Linked DNA regions of Gasterosteus aculeatus: region 1 is linked to region 2. The links are chromatin contacts, called in public Hi-C maps. All regions are on one chromosome and are shown on one strand. The core of a region is the stretch at or near the end of the contact, and the rest is flanking DNA. Distances in the headings are between cores, read along the strand shown.

Region 1 (3,029 bases), core at 497-2,996, 70 kb after region 2:
CAAATATGTTGCTGACTGAGGCGTGTGATTCCTGGGGGAGGAAACAAACGGTGGAGGACAGCTTGTGTGTTTTCGCGGGGAGGCGGAGAGGTGGGGGGGTGAGGTGTGGGGGGGGGGGGGGGGGGGGGGTGTGGGGGTGCTGTCTCCTCTGGGGAGTGAGCCACGCAGACACTGAGACATTCCTCAGCCCCGGATCACACTCATCACAACGGCACGTCCTTAACCTCGCTGACACCGAGCCTCTCAGGTTTCTCCAAATGAACCCTGCGTGTGTGAGAATTCCTGAGAGGCCTGACATGACAGTGTGCTCCAAAAGGCTCAGAGCCCACACTCACCTCCACACCCCCCCTCCCCCTCCCCCTTCTCCTGCATTCTACCTGTCTCTTCAGAGAGCCATCACAGGTAAACCCGTCGTAGTAGAGCCATTGTGTGGAGGAGTCTGGGCGACATTGTTGCGTGGGGAAGACGCTGCAGCAGGGAAGAGGTTGCACATGGCGCACGCGCACACACACACACACACACATTCGGAGGAGAGTTTTTCTGCACTTTTCTTTCCAGCACTCCCAGTAGCGGGGTTGGTTATTGCACGCGAGAGGGGGGGGCGATGTCGCAACGCGCGCGCGGACAGCAGTTGCTCCGTTTTTTGTTTTTTTTTGTAACAAGTTCTACCGGTTTGTAACGATTCGTTCCGTAACGGGAGTAGGTCAAGTGCTTCATCAACACACATTGTTTCAACGCGAGGGAAAACACATGTAGCACGCGACGAGAGAATTGGAGGTTCAACTGGGATTTTGTTTCGAGAAAAAACAGGGGTACCAACAAAAAAACAAAAAAAAACGTGGCACGTTTCATTAACGAATATAAACGCGTTTTTTTTTGTTTCTTCGCGGCATAAGTTGGACAAACAGCGTGTTTCGCGGCCCTTTCGCCCACTTGACCCGGACGCCGTTGTGACTGAACTTCACCCACCTTCTCCTTGTTGTCGTGCTCCGACGGAGGCGAAGTTGGGGATTTAACGCTCCCCACGGCAACAGCCGGCGTGACCGCGACTCCGCCGCCCGGAGCCGGGCTGCTCTTCTCCATCGTTTCCACCTTGATAAGTCGGTGCTTCGGGGACACGTACTTGATGTCCGGCGACCCCCCGCTGTTTAAGCCCGGGCCATAGGAAATGTTTCCACCTGGAGTGTACGGGTCCTCGAAGTCGCGCTCCTTCTGCAGTTTGTAGGCAGCGACGATGTCCGGTTGCGCGGGGCTCGGGAAGCCGACCCCGCAGCCGGTTTGTTGGTAGCCGGGCGCACCGGGCACGGTGCCGGTGAGACACAGTCTGTAGTCCGGTTTCGGAGGCGCCGGAGGGGGTGCTTTGGTAGTTTTGAATCCTAGGTGCTCCTTCAACCACTTGGCCATGCTGCCAGAGCATCGCTCTCCAGTCAATGAATGTAGTTTAATTCCACCGCTTTTTTTTTTTTCCTGCCCCGCGGCCAGCCGACCGGTGTCGGGAGCGTGTCGCGAGTCTCGTGCCACCGCGTCTGTCCCGGAGAGGAGCGCGCGAGCAGGAGCTGGTGTGTAGAAAGGGGGGGGGGGGGAGCAGGAGGAGGAGCAGGGGTGGGGGGGGGGTGTATGGGGAGCAGGCAGCGCGGTCACAGGCACTTTCTGATCTGCCTTCCCGTAACTCTGTCACTCTGCGACCAATTCAAGTTTCCAGACTAGGCAACATGGGAGCGCTTGTGCAAGAGGAACACACGCCCCCCAGTCCACACACACGCAGACACACACACACACACACACACACACACACACACACACACACACACACACACTCCACTCCCCTACAACTTTGCCTGCTCCACTTGAGAACATTCACTGCCACCTACCGGTTTTACGAAACCCCGCTAGTTTTTACTACTGAGAATGGGCGCCACGCTGCGCAGATGTGGTCAAATATGTATTTTGTGTTTTATTTTCAATTATTACAATTCCGCTTATTCTTAATTATTCAGTTGAGTAGAAGGTCCGACATGAAAAGACACGAAATTGCACATTTTACTAAACGTTTAAACATCGTACCTACATCCGATCAGCGTGTTGAGCGGAGCTATCTGCAGACGTGCGCATGCGCGGTGGAAAACGTTTTTCTATTCCTCGTTTTCTTCTCGTTCGGGCTTTTTAGAGCGTGTTTGCTTTAAAGCACTTTCAGGTCAACATTTTTCCCAGCAAAAGGGTATAATGTTCTGTGCTCATTCTCAGTGCTCTCATCTCCAGATGGCCGCTGCGGAGCGTTTTAATTGCAAATTGCATTGCAAATGACTGGTGGAGGGGGATGCTGGAGCCTATATTACCTCTGGACATTGTGGACTGGACTACCTAAGTTCATTACGCCAAGCATGAGTAGTGGATGTGGATTGCTTGGAGCATCAATGCAAGTAAACAGTTGCAAGTAATCAGAAAGGTGTCTCTCAGTATTTTTCACTGTAGGGTCAATGGTTTAAATGCTTAACAATAATGGCCTTTGCAATCAAAGGATAGATGAAAAAAAACGTCCAATTTCACCTCCCAGAGACATACACCAACAACATTCTGCATTAACAGGAGTCATGGCTGCAGTGCAGCAGGTTTTTATGAAGCAATATTTCTTTTTAATGACACACGCACACACACACACACAGTCTACAGATCAGAGTTTAACCCTCGCAGGCCCCGAGGGGAGACAACTCCATGCACCGGGGATCAAAACTAAATCTATTATTTCTTTCCTGAAATCCTGCCATCACTGCACTTTGGGCATGCAGAGAGAGAAATTTGACCAGTGCAATTTTCCCCTGCACTTTAAAGGAATAATTTCCCTCCACAGGCAGGACATTAATCTGTTTAAATAGTCAATATACATAAAAGCTTGAAATGGAGAAAAACAAGCAAAATTGGTTCAGATGGCCTGGCACTGGTCGTTCTTGTTGCGAGATCTGGGGAAAATGAGGAAAAATTCAGAAAAAAAGAGAAAAGCTTGTTCCAGTTCAGACATTACATGGTGTATG
Region 2 (3,273 bases), core at 63-2,562:
GGTACTGTACAGACAGCCAGGCACTGGGATCTCCACAACATGTCGACGGGAGATGCGCTCGTCTAGACCGTGCATTCCAGTCAGAGGACTCCATTACACTTAACGGCTTGTGAGTTTCTCAAGTGTTCCTGTAGCAGACTGAGCGAGGGGGCCGACAGTAATCGTCAATCAATTTAGGCTTGTCAGCAAATATTGTGTAGAAGAGGTGAACATATGGCCTTCTTTAAATACTGTTTATGTGACAATATGTAATTTTTTTATTATTGTTGACCCTGTAAATGATTTGTTATTCACCATTTACAGTGTGTTGGAGCACATGTAGCTCTCTGGTTGCGCCGTATCTTGTGAGAAATGAATACAATTTAAACGTTCTGTGAGACAACACAGAGAATACATACTCGTACACGTGATTAGGGGTGTTACTGAAGTCTCTAAGTGCTTTACACCTGCACCTCTATTATATTTCCATTTTAGAAATACTGTTGTTTTTTTACTCCACAAAACATAACAGCTGTGGCCACTAGTTACTTTTCAGATTCAAATATTACACAAAAACAAGAGCAGTTTCTAAAATGCAATAAATTCTCATGCATTGCAGCATATGGACGGCATCTCACCATCCTACAGGATTCCCCTGTGACACAAGTATTTTTCCATTTGGTATTTTAAGTTGAAGTTGCTAATGATATTGTCCTTTTATTTTTACGTTTTGGATCCAAGAATAGATGCAGTAAATTGGACAGCTTCAAATTGTTGCTGAAGGACTTCTCCTTCAGTAAAGGTTGTGATTACTGCTTCCACTAGTGCCTGTGATGAAATATGAGCCAGCAGCAGACAAGAAAATTCAGACAGAGTGCTGCAGTTCCATCTCCGACCAGCAGGTGCTCCCCTTCATCTCCTATTCAACAGCCGTTTTAAATCGACCGGCCTTCAGCTCACTGATGCGTTTCCCTCAAAATAAACTCAAAGAAGTGATGATTGCAAATGGCTCCGTCTACCTTTGTTATCTCAGCCTCTGCACTTTTGTCCATTATAGGGTCTTATGCAGAGTCTTAAAAATGTTACCGTTGCGTGACGGCATGAGACAATTGGGGATGTAACCTCGGACCCGGTGGAAGACCTGCCTCTCTTCTTCAGGGTCTGACGACTTGGACCAAAGGCAATCAAAATGTCTCTGTGGTGGCCACAAGTCCACATGGAAGACATCAGCAGTTCTCCACTTTTACATCAAGTCCATTTGAAGCACATGCGGACTGCCGGGAGTACAGTGCAGGTAGGATGAACACACGGTGTACGGATTACGGGTGAGAAATAGCGTTTCCATGGAAACTGACCACGGGGACGAGGGAGATGCATGTTCGCTCCGCTCAGCCCCGTCAACGCTGACAGATCGCAACATGAAGACGCAGCCAATGGCTCCCTCACTCCCTGCCTTTCTTTCAATTTCTCTCTTCCTGTTCCTGCGTACGTCCGGCCTTCCTCATTTGATCTTTCCATCCTGCATAATCCTTTTTCTTTTGGTCCCTGTGTTTTGGTATGACACAGAAAAGAATTTGATAATGGGGAGTTGGCTGTGGAGGAACATCTCCTCGTCTTATTTGATAAAAAAGGAGAGAAAACGCAGTTACGGCTTTGATCCGTTATCTGACTTGGTCTCTGATGGTCCTAATGCACCACTATCAGTCTCCAGACACGTCTGATCCTGCAGCTATGTTTTGTTAACATGACCTACATGGGATATATGTCTACATACAAATTGGGGAAAATTGCACATAGTAATTGGCCACTTGGACATGATCTACCTTTTCAGGGATCTTAACATTTGGAGCAAGGTGGCGTGAAATAAGGATGAACGCTGTTATCTCTCAGTGTCTACAGTTCCACTCCGCCATCCGCCTGACCTCTGCTCTTCACTTCCTAACTCCTCTCAGCAGCTCCACTAATTCCTACTCCATCCCAGGTTCAACACCATCAGTGCTTTTTATGACCTTGATTAAACATTTTTTTTCCCTCCATGTCCCACAGACGGCTGAGCGGCTATTGTCAGAGGAGCTCACCCCATCAACCTTCCCTGTCAGGGCCGAATCTTTCCCCTCGGGCCGGGTGCGTCGTTACAAGAAGAGTATCGCCCGAAGGGAGAGCCTCCCAACTAAACAACGGCTTCCATTTGATTTGCTCGGCAGTGGGTGAACCCGTGTCTCCTTTGATTGCCAGCCATCTCACAAAACGTGTTGTGGCCGGATTGCGTTTTAGGGCGGAATATCAATGGGAGTTAGCTAAACCCATTCCCCTTTCATTCTCCAGAGCACACGGTCGAAGACATGGCGGACAGGAGATTGACGAGAGGATTGGCCCGGGGAGGAGAACAAAAACCAGGCGAGAAGGTGAGCACGCACACACACACGCACGCACAGCGTGCGCACGCAAAAAGACGCGTACGTAAATGCGCTGAGGCGTCTGTGTGTGTTATCAGTATTGTTGCTTGTAGAGAACCGCAAATGGAATCCGTCTATCAGATTGAACTGTCAGTCAGATGGTGACTGATGGCTTAAAGACCTGCCCCCCTCCCCTTCAAACAGAAGGCTTCCTTCAGAGGGCTCTATAAAACACAGAGGGGGGCGAGCAGGGAGAGGACGCAGATAAACACAGAGGTCAAAACGACATTTCCATGATTACACCCTCGACAAACCCATAACCGCAACAGCTGCAATGCAACGCGGCACAGCACAATAGTAAGGCCTTCCCCAAATGAGGAAACACTATGAAGTGTAATAGTTTCAACCTTTCAAGGGTGTTAAAGGCACAACGTTCAAATGATAAAGCAAGAGAAACACTTATAATGTACATGAGGCTACTGAAGAGCCCGAGCATCCCCCTTCCCTTTGCACACGTTCCTAAACAAATCTGACTAATTAAGACGGCTAATTAATTCTCATTCACTAATGGTGCTCCTGTCAAAAAGGATGGCCAGTCTGAGAGGTAAAGTGGTACTGTGATGGGAAAATTAACTTTTCCAGGCTGGACATGCAGAATGATTAACAGATCTGCATCTCATTAGAATGTGTTAAAACACTGAAAATAGGAGCTGGCAGCTATAAAAATCACTTTAATGTTGATATTAATCAAGTGCATGACAAAGTGAAATACTGAATTGTTGGAAACTAGGAATAATACATTTTTTAGAGCTAATCCATGCTGAGTCCAGAAACGTATCTGCAATTACTGTGACACCTTAAAGGAATATTCTTTAAATAAATCCCAAAAATGACACTT

The links. Hi-C and Micro-C count contacts between places; a contact is called where the count stands out from the background.
Region 1: a Hi-C map of tail fin shows a contact between it and region 2, with 4 times the contacts expected there. The contact joins the promoter of shf here to the enhancer-like site in region 2. A contact is called at or near these places in 6 of 6 Hi-C or Micro-C datasets (blood and trunk muscle, liver, skeletal muscle and 2 more).

Annotation. Positions count from the first base shown.
Region 1 is chr12:17,843,938-17,846,966 of fGasAcu3.hap1.1, forward strand. shf (Src homology 2 domain containing F) reads right to left here and starts at 1,747. Exons shown (of 6, transcript XM_040197891.2): 1 at 970-1,747. The coding sequence starts at 1,404.
Region 2 is chr12:17,774,864-17,778,136 of fGasAcu3.hap1.1, forward strand. All of the region lies in intron 3 of shf (Src homology 2 domain containing F), which reads right to left. Among protein-coding and RNA genes, the nearest start is that of cd276, 17 kb to the left of the region's middle. Within about 2 kb of position 1,313, at least 1 of the 9 cell types and tissues checked has open chromatin away from gene starts, as enhancers often do.